Regions from separate parts of the Danio rerio genome. Here all the other regions are linked to region 1. The links are chromatin contacts, called in public Hi-C and HiCAR-type maps. All regions are on one chromosome and are shown on one strand. The core of a region is the stretch at or near the end of the contact, and the rest is flanking DNA. Distances in the headings are between cores, read along the strand shown. Region 1 holds the start of abitram (actin binding transcription modulator). Region 2 holds the start of ccn4a (cellular communication network factor 4a). Region 3 holds the start of ctnnal1 (catenin (cadherin-associated protein), alpha-like 1).

What was found. A called contact is a pair of places that touch in the nucleus more often than the background predicts. HiCAR-type assays count read pairs that join an accessible place to other places.
Region 2: a contact with region 1 is called in a Hi-C map of hematopoietic stem cells, with 3 times the contacts expected there. The contact joins the promoter of ccn4a here to the promoter of abitram in region 1. A contact is called at or near these places in 5 of 18 Hi-C or Micro-C datasets (caudal fin, embryo, hematopoietic stem cells and 1 more) and 2 of 4 datasets of contacts at active chromatin or transcription factors (caudal fin and gastrula embryo).
Region 3: a contact with region 1 is called in a HiCAR-type map of caudal fin, with 5 times the contacts expected there. The contact joins the promoter of ctnnal1 here to the promoter of abitram in region 1. A contact is called at or near these places in 6 of 18 Hi-C or Micro-C datasets (caudal fin, embryo, hematopoietic stem cells and 1 more) and 3 of 4 datasets of contacts at active chromatin or transcription factors (caudal fin, embryo and gastrula embryo).

The regions. Positions count from the first base shown.
Region 1 is chr19:37,193,836-37,197,165 of GRCz12tu, reverse strand. abitram (actin binding transcription modulator) reads right to left here and starts at 1,525. Exons shown (of 6, transcript NM_001044929.3): 1 at 1,368-1,525; 2 at 1,137-1,188; 3 at 139-268. The coding sequence starts at 1,437. It overlaps elp2 (elongator acetyltransferase complex subunit 2), which reads left to right and starts at 1,777. Exons shown (of 22, transcript NM_001044925.1): 1 at 1,777-1,915; 2 at 2,203-2,281; 3 at 2,771-2,841; 4 at 3,264-3,330. The coding sequence starts at 1,784.
Region 2 is chr19:37,401,909-37,405,238 of GRCz12tu, reverse strand. ccn4a (cellular communication network factor 4a) reads right to left here and starts at 1,658. Exons shown (of 5, transcript NM_001166230.1): 1 at 1,481-1,658. The coding sequence starts at 1,528.
Region 3 is chr19:37,325,084-37,328,413 of GRCz12tu, reverse strand. ctnnal1 (catenin (cadherin-associated protein), alpha-like 1) reads left to right here and starts at 1,675. Exons shown (of 19, transcript NM_001144054.1): 1 at 1,675-1,937. The coding sequence starts at 1,842.

The DNA.
Region 1 (3,330 bases), core at 276-2,775:
CAGAATAAACAATGCTGTTGATAGTGTTCAATGTTCAAGGAAAGCGTAAATAAAGATGCAGAAGTAATTAATCACAACCATTAGTGTATTGATTGTGCGTGTAAACAGTGTGAAAATCATTGAAAGCATGGCCCTTACTCGCTTTGACTTTCCAGAAACCTTGTTCTTCAGACGGCTGCATCCGTCACTGATCTGGTAGTTGATGTTTTTAATTTTACGTCCATTCTGAAATATGGGATGAGACTCTGCGAGTGTGATTACGCATATCCTGATAAGAAGAAAATAAGGACACTGCAAAGGTGAGTTTACAAATAATTAGTGGTGTCAAACAATTAATCGCATCTGAGATAAAAGTATAATATATATAATATTCACTTTTAATACCTTTTAAGACCCCGCGGACACCCTGTTTTAAGACTTTTTAAGACCCCACAGACACACTGTTTTAAGACTTTTTAAGACCCTGCGGATACCCTAAACTACATCTAATCTTATGCATTTACTTTAATTTGATTATAAAACTGTGCAGCAGCAATTAAATAGAAAAGTATGAGTAATTTTTATTTTACATACAACAAAACATATTGAAGGCAAAGCTGCTAATATTTTTTAAAGATTAAAGTTGAAGGTTTGTATTTATGTACAGAGTAAAAATGTATGGAAATATTTATAGAAAAACCCCACAAACAATTCTACGAGTGTTATAACGTTGTACAGTAAAACACGCTGTAGTTTAAATTAAAATATATGCGAGTACATAATTGAAAAAAAATACATAAATAAAATCTAGGGCGACGCAGTAGCGCAGCAGGTAGTGCTGTCATCTCACAGCAAGAAGGTCGCTGGTTCGAGCCTCAGCTGGGTCAGTTGGCGTTTCTGTGTGGAGTTTGCATGTTCTCCCTGCGTTTGCATGGGTTTCCCCCACAGTCCAAAGAGGTGGTACAGGTGAATTGGGTAGGCTAAATTGTCCATAGTGTATGAGTGTGTATGGATGTTTCCCAGAGATGGGTTGCAGCTGGAAGGGCATCCGCTGCGTAAAAACATATGCTGTATAAGTTGGCGGTTCATTCCGCTGTGGTGACCCCAGATTAATAAAGGAACTAAGCCGAAAAGAAAATGAATGCATTTATATCTACCTGTTAGAGTGCTGTAGAATGCAGTGATCCTCACATGGCTTTCCTTTCAGATCTACAGTAACGTTAACATACGCATTTAAAATTCACGATTTACTTAAAATTACAAACGTATAACGCATATATTAAATATATAAACAAAACTGTTTTATATTAGGAATACTAATCCCAGTGAGCATTGGGGTAAAATGAACTGAAAACAGAAGAAAAATAGATTTGACTAGCTCATATTACCAGTTCTGTACCAGCGAGTGAAATAACGATCGATTACTGATGGAGCTTTCTTTTCTTCTTTGTCTTCCATGTCTATATCCACTTAAAACAGCGATTATGTCGAAATGAAACCACAGAAAACCCAAACACAGACTGTTGGAATTCAGGCAGCGTTGTTTGAAACCGGACTGAAAATTAGGCTACACAAAAACAGTCCGCCAGCTTCCGCTTACACTAAACTGGAATTGCATGGAGCTTTTTATATATCTATATCAACCACGTTCCCTTTTTCCGATAATAAATGTATATAACGTGTTATTCGAGCTAAATCAAACCGTAATATCAGAGGAATCTACTATTAACACTTTTTTTCCGGAACTACAATCGTGGCACATTCTTCCGGTTCGTTTTAAGTGTAACACATAGCAGCGTTGAAGATGGCAGCGCCAGTAATGGACACATGTCATGTCTCCTGTTGTGCAAACCGTGCTCCTAATGTTGTGTCCTGGGGCAGAGGAGGGCTCATCGCGTTTGGGACATGTAATTCAGTTGCCATTTATAATCCAGAGGTACTGATTGTGTGATTATTTAACTCGCTTTGTTTGTGATGCTGGCATGTAATTTAACTCACACTATAAGTATTCTTTTTTATTTGCACTTTCCGATTCTTTAATACATGTATGTGCAAGCTTAAAACCCAAACCGATGTTTTTGAGAACAGATTTTGATATTTTGATTAGGTAGTTGTATAGTTAATACGTTTTATGTATGGTCAACTGTCATGTATGAGTGACAGGTGACTGTGTTAGTATGACAGGTTTGTCTCGAGCTGATGTTTTTTATGAATTGTCATCAGGAAATAAGAGTTGTCGATCTGCTGAATAAACATACTGGAAGGGTGAACGCCGTCCAGTGGGTCCATGAACCAGACTGCAGTAAGTTTTTAAACGTCTTGAATAATTGTCAAAATCTATCTGTTACAGTTTAAGAGTTGTGAGGACATTAATAAAGTATTAGGGTAAAGTTGGTTTTATATTCGCACATCAGCTCACTGACAACTTGTGACATGCCCTCTTATATTGTTTACCACGCAACTTTGAATGTACGACCACAACACGAGGACTATTTAATTGATCAAACAATGTAGTATTTTGATAGCCATTAGCTGAAAATATGATTTCCCTCTTTAGAAATTGGAAAGAATACTATTCCGACCGAGATTATATTATTAGGCAGAAAGTCCCAATGTGCGAATAAAAAACAATTTTACCTCAATGAAAAATGTGTGGTATTGTTTTATCACAATGATTGTCATAAAAAACTGTAGTTTTGCTAATACCACGTTTAAACAGTTTATTGTAGCAAAACTATAGTGAGTTTGTTGTTATTGTTTTTTAATAAGCATGAACCCTGTGTATCTGTAGGTCCAGAGAACCAGCTGATATCTGGTGGGTCAGATAATAATGTTATTGTTTGGGAGAAGCTGGATGGGAAGGTGAGTGTTTACCTAAAGTAAAGACCATAATGATGACAAGCAAAACTTGTTTTTTTATTTATCATGTACATTTTTATACAACGAACATTTATATTAAATCAGCTTTTACCAATGGATTTTACATTAACATGAAAATAAATGTGGATTCTACATAAATACTTTTATGTGAGTTGCAATTTTTTTTGTAAAACATGTACCAAGATTTCAGCATCACTTTTCATCTATAATCATTTATAATACCCAGTTGCAACAAATCACATTAAGATGAACTTTAATGATGATATTATTATCACTACAGTTGTAATTAAATGTTTTCTTTTTATTGCAGTGTTTTTAATTTATATCCTGGGAAAAATGTCAAATTAGGAAAAAAAAAGTCTTAATTTGATCTGCGATTATATTGAGTTTATTTTTTGTTGTAGTTCAGAGCATGCGCAGTGTGTTCAGGACATTCAGGGCCAGTGTGTGCAGTGGATGCAGTGTCTCTTT
Region 2 (3,330 bases), core at 409-2,908, 210 kb before region 1:
CGTATAATAAATCCCTTAAAGGAAAAAAAGTATGCATAATTTCAAACTTGGGAAACTCAATGACTTTCTAAGTCGATCTCTCTGATGTGGTGCTGTATTTATAACATAGTAATCTGGTAGTGTTTGCTTTGCTTTGGCTTTTGCATGTTAATTATTGTGGTATCCTGATTGCAACAAAGAGTAACTGGGAAATGTCTCCAAACAGATGGCATTTCATGCTGTACAGCCTTATAATCTTAAAATGTCAGCAAAATCACCTGTTTTGTCATCACTCTTAACATTGCACTAGTTAGTTTAGATAATTATTCAAATACTAGCTCTAAAGTGACGTTGGTGAAGTAGCAAGGGTTTTCTGGAGCTTATCTAACAAAACAAACTATGATAACGATCCAAAAACTAGTACACCCTAATGTATGTTCTAAAAAAATATTAAATACAAATTTAAAAAAGAGAAAAAAAATCAAGAGAAGCAAATTTTCTTTTTTTATTTAGTTGAGATTTTGTAGGTTGTCATTTTTTGCAATATTTTGCTTGAATTTAATTGTATTATCTTTCCATTTTTAAATATGTTTGGTGACTAAAATACTTTTTAAATAAATATATAAATCTGTTGAGAGAGAGAGAATTAAAATACATCTAGTACACTACACTATATAGTTTTTTTTTGCACATATATTAATTAGATTGTTTTAAAATATTTTTCAAAAGCTTAACACTGCAATGCTTTTAAATTACATACGACAAACAAAATGATCCAGATTGTTGTTTACAGCTGTAGGATCTTTACCCCCTGACTTCTTATAGCCTGGGTCAGATAAGTAGCAGCTATGTCAAGTTTAGGGCAGGATAAGTATGCCTTCTGGGTGACGGTTTTAAACAATGTCTGTCGTGTTGATAGACATAACGGAGTGAATTAAGATTCATAAATTTCAAATGATTCAATCTAATATTGTTTTAATGATTCATTTGCGTCCACAGGGCGGCAGTAAACTCTCACACATCCCAATATTACATGCTGTCATTACATTCCTTAAATGAGTCAAACATGATGTCATTCATTGAGAATTCCCGTCATTGAAGTGTTAATCCTTTGTGCATTTTAGATAATTAATTAAGACGTGTATTGATTTTTGTGCAAAGTTAGATCAAATACAAACCAATCTGAATCATATTCAGATTATATTAAGTGTACAGGTATGCACATATAAAACTAATTGTAATACGCAGACAACAAACCTTGTTAATAGAAATATAGTTCTAGATAATTTTATATATTATTTTATTAATAGCATCTTACACACAAATATAATTTCCACTGCATGTCATGTTTAAACTAGACAGTCATTGCAAGCAACTAACAAACAAACAAATAAAAATTACGTAGGTATTATAATGTTTAAGTAAAGAACACATAAGACAAATATAGATTTTTCATGTAATGACGATACAAATAGCTCTTATGAATAGGATTGCTTCTTACCTGTGGTGCACAAGCAGAAAGTAGGGACCACATTAGAATCCAAGACATCACTGGTCACGACTGATAAATGCATTGAATCCAGAATTAGACGATTTAAAAAATTGTCCATACGCGAGCAGGATCCATTCATCAGATGGGAGTCGCGCTCGCACACACAAAGGCATGCGCACTTTTACACATCTATACACCGCTGGAGCTACTGGAAAGTTTTCATACTCTTCATCCCTGTTGACGTCAGAACCAATAACAAACGGACCCCTCCAAGGATTTGGTGGATGTCAGATTAATATTCCAGTAAACAAGAACAGGTGAACTGAAGACGATCTTTGCGAGCGAGCACTAAAATTGTCTTTTTGGATCACATAATGCTAGTCTATTTTGTGAATTTTGAGATGTATTGTAAACGTTTTGGCATTCAAGATTCATGTGACAGTGAAACAACTATATATTTTTTTGTTCAGATATATAAAAAGAAAACCGAGATTATCGTATCATTTGTCAAATCTGTAAAATGGAAAAATAATTTCAAACATGGGATTCAGAAGACGGGATGAATGTTTCCAGAACTTTCGTCTTTTAAGAAGCTTTAATGTTTATTGAACATTTTCATACCACAAATAATAGGATATTTTTTCATAAAGGAGAAATTTTCTTTGGATGATTAATGTGTTGTTGAAATAAACAAACAAACAAAGAAATATATACATACACGCATTAAAATGAATAAAAAATAAAAATAAATAAATAAATGAATAAATCAATAAATGAAGATTCTTTGGGGAACCATAATAATTTTTCTGTGGAAATACCACAAAACCATAAAAAAAAAGATTTTTTACATAATTTAAAAACTGATTAAATAATATGTACATTGATGCATCTTGTTAGCATAGAATAATAGATTTTTATGTCTATAAACTGTTAGAAAAAAAAAACTGGAAACTTGAAGTTCATTCATTTTCTTGTTGGCTTAGTCCCTTTTTAAATCCGGGATCGCCACAGCGGAATGAACCACCAACTTATCTAACAAGTTTTTATTCAGCGGATTCCAGCCACAACCCATCTCTGGGAAACATCCACACACACTGGACAATTTAGCCGACCCCATTCACCTGTACCACATGTCTTTGGACTGTGGGGGAAACGGGAGCACCCAGAGGAAACCCACGCAAACGCAGGGAGAACATGCAAACTCCACACAGAAACGCCAACTGAGCTGAGGCTCAAACCAGCGACCCAGCGACCTTCTTGCTGTGAGGCGACAGCACTACCTACTGTGCCACTGCTTCGCCCACTTGAAGTTCAAAAATAAATACTGAGAAAATTTACTTTAAAAATCTACTTTAAAGCATCTAAATTAAGTGCAATGCACATTACCAATCAAAAATGTACTTTTTATACAGAAAATTCACAAAATGTTGAACGTGGAAGATCATCTTTACCTAACATTTGAATGATTTTTGGCATCAAAGTTTGACTCATAACTCATACGATGTATAATACCGATGCTACATCTTTTGGTCCAGGGTCACAAATGTCTTCGAAATCGCAAACAAGCAGTCTCAAAAATCATTTTGTACGAGGAACTACTTTCTTTCACCATTCATTCACATCTGCAGCTGACTTCAGAACAACTGAAGCCGTTGCTAATTTACCAGAGTCACTTTAGAGCTAGTATTTGAATGATTCTCTAGCATAATGTCTAAAGTGATGAGAAAACAGGTGATTTTGCTGACATTTTAAGATTAAAAGGCTGAACGGCATGAAATGTCATCAGTCTACAGAGATTTTTCAGTATTTTTCTGTTGTATTTTTCTGATCGGGAGATCACAATAAATAACCCAGAAAAA
Region 3 (3,330 bases), core at 426-2,925, 130 kb before region 1:
TTGCATGGCAAATTTTTTTTTTTAATGTTTTTTAACTCTTAAAGTGCTGATTGTAATTGAATTGTGTTTTATGTATGATTACAAACCATGGTTTTTGATGTTTTATTAAAGAAAAAACTTTACAAGGTATATTAAAGGAATGGTTCACTCAAAATTGAAAATTCTGCTATCGTTATTTTAAAAAATTGGCTTCCATATTATTTGTTTTTCCTATGGAAGTCAATTAAAAAAATATTTCGTGTTCAATAAAAAAGAAAAAAAGAAAAAAAAGTCATAAAGTCATTATGTTATAGGCTCTGTTTTTTTAATGAATATGTATAATGTGAATATGACGATTATATAAATATGTAGCTACATGCATCAATATTTTTAGTGTCTGTTAAGTAATATCAAAACAAAAATAGGCAGTTCCTTATGTCATGTCTTCATTTTATTGTTGAGATGCAACAGCGTATCCAGGCTGATGTGAATGACGTTATAAAGTACACTGTTCCATTTGAGGATTTACCAGATGTGTCCTCAGGAGTTTGTTTTCCATATTAAACTTGCAAAGTCTGAACTTTCATGAGGGTTCAAAACCACTACAGGGAGAATAAATGGTGAACGAGTTTTAATCTGTGTGTGAACTATCCTTTTAATGGCAATTTTTCATTGAGATGAACTACAGCTTTAATTTAATATTAGTTTTTAATTTGGTAATTGTTTTTAAAATATTTATTTTTTTATTTATTTGACCTGAAGTTAAATAGTGTGATGATAATTACTGTTTGATGCTTTAATATTTCTGTTATTAAAATAGCTTGAAAAGTCTCTGTTATCTCTCTCTCTCTCACTCTTTCTTTCAGTCCGTGGTTGACTGGTGTTATTTTGGTGTTTAAGGAACTTATAAAATCCTGTAATAAAATAGAATATGCATATATTATAAGTTGATTGATAATTTGGACATCACTTTTATATCTAAATGGTGTATTGACCAATGTGTCTCTAATATTGTCTCTAATATTGTCTAATAACTAGCTCTATTATTCATTTTCCTTCAGCTTAGTCCCTTTATTCATCAGTGGTGCCACAGTGGAATGAACTGCCAACTTATCCAGCATATCCAAACATGCTTTATTGGCATGACAAATGTTACATCTGTATTGCCAAAGCATTTGTGATGTTTACATTAAAGAGTACACATGAAAACAAATGACATAATAGTATTGATAAAAACAATAATTAACAATCTATTTAACAATAAACATTTTAAGATAAAACAATAATTATAAACAGATTAACAATTAACATTTTAGGATGGAACAATAATGATAAACCGTATATAAACAATTAACATTTTAGGATAAAACCATAATAATAAACAGTCTATTTAACTATCGACATTTAGGATAAAACAATGATGATAAACAGTATATAAACAATTAACATTTTAGGGTAAAACCATAGTAATAAAAAGTCTATTCAACAATCAACATTTAGGATAAACTTATAAAAACAAATAATAATGAACTGTATATTTAATAAACATTTTGGGATACAATTCAGATTGAGTTCGCGCGCGTGCGTGTGTATGTGTGTGCGTTTGTCTGTCTCTCTCTCTCTCTCTCTCTCTGTGTCGGATACTGACTCGCCAGTGGCTGCAGCAGTCACTCACTCACTTCTGTGCTTGTAGTTTGCTATATTGCATGTACATGAGCAGTCCGTCATTCAGGAGCGAGTGCCCGTGGATTTTAGCGCTCTCATCGCCTGCTTTTGAACTAAACCTAACACACGCTTGCGGCATTGGGAGACCAGCAAACTCGGTGTTGTTGTGAGCTCCAGCGGGGGTCGGATCGGCGGGAATGGCTTCGTCTCCGTGCGGCGGTGGGAACTTTGATTGCGGGTTGGAGATCCAAACTCGCTCGGTGGAGCAAACGCTCATCCCGCTCGTGTCTCAGGTGAGTCTGGATTACAAAAACTTCTCTGCTGGGTTATTAATCATGCAAAACCCACAGTCAATCTTCCTTTGTGGGCTTTGGAAAAAAAACTACTTTTCCGTGTTTTGTGTAAAGGTTAACCAGAACCCTTAATTACAACAGCAGAGTTTCGGCAAGAGATAAAAACATTGCTGCTGTTTTAAAGTTTACATTGCCTATGAAGCTTCAGTCTGCTTTTGTCTTAATTGCTTTTTAGGTGGTAGTGGTGGCACTAGTTTCAGTTTAATTAGCAATTATTGTAGTAATCATTGTATTTTACGGGAAAATAGGGTTGCCATAGTCATTTAATGCCAGTGGAGTTTGTTGTTTGTGTTTGGCAGGATCACATGCTGAATAAACAAGAAGTGAATCTTTGTTACAGGTTATTATGTATATTTTTTGCTTATGTTTCAGTACACTCGGAGTCTCAAGTTCAAGGTATTTGTTTGGATAAAATGTAATTAAAACACAAAAGGTTATTTGTGCATATTGTTTAATTAAGGTAAATTTGATTTTATATTAGCACATTCAGACTTTCTCTTTGATAAAATAATTTTAGAAAAGTTTTCTTTGCAAATTTTAAATAGTGAAATCATATTATCAGCCGATGACTATCAAAGTACAACATTGTTCACAGTCAAATATATAGTGCTAATGTTGTTTTGACGTCATGTCATTTCAGACTGAATATTCAAAGTACCACAGTAAACAATATAAGGAGCGTGCCACAAGCTGTCATTGAACAAATGTGAACTTTACCTTAATAGGGAAACTGTTGCAGGTTATTTTTCTGAGAGAGTATGTAAACTTCTGTTTTAGTACACTCAGAGACTCAAGTTCAAAGCATTTGTTTAGATAAAATATAATGAAAACCTCAAACGTTATCTGTGCATATTTTGTTTAGTGTAATTTTTTTAAAATTTGGCATCATGCTTATGGCGATTGTAGCATTGCTGTCATAACAGTTTAACATTTTGGCAATTTTGTGCATGCTTGCTTAAACATTAACACTTTTCTCTTTAGACTTGGCTGGTATTTTTTTTTTAATCTTATTTACTTTTAGAGTGCTTTGGTCATAAATTTTGATGCATGTGGTCCATTGATTGTGTTTGCAGAAACCATTGGATTGATTGGGTTGGAAACACGTCCGAGCTCTGTTGAACTGGATTGAAGTGTTCCATGCAGTACTTGCTGCTGTAGTATGATTGTAACCTGCAGTCTGTAGTTATAGTACACAAACTATATAATTTTGCTACTGTAGGTGGACAGCAGACAGCTGCGGATTTCCATTTCTCATTAAAATATATCAGGTTTCACCATGGTGATGGTGACAACTACACATACCATATGCATGCTGTTTTGAAGCACATGGTGT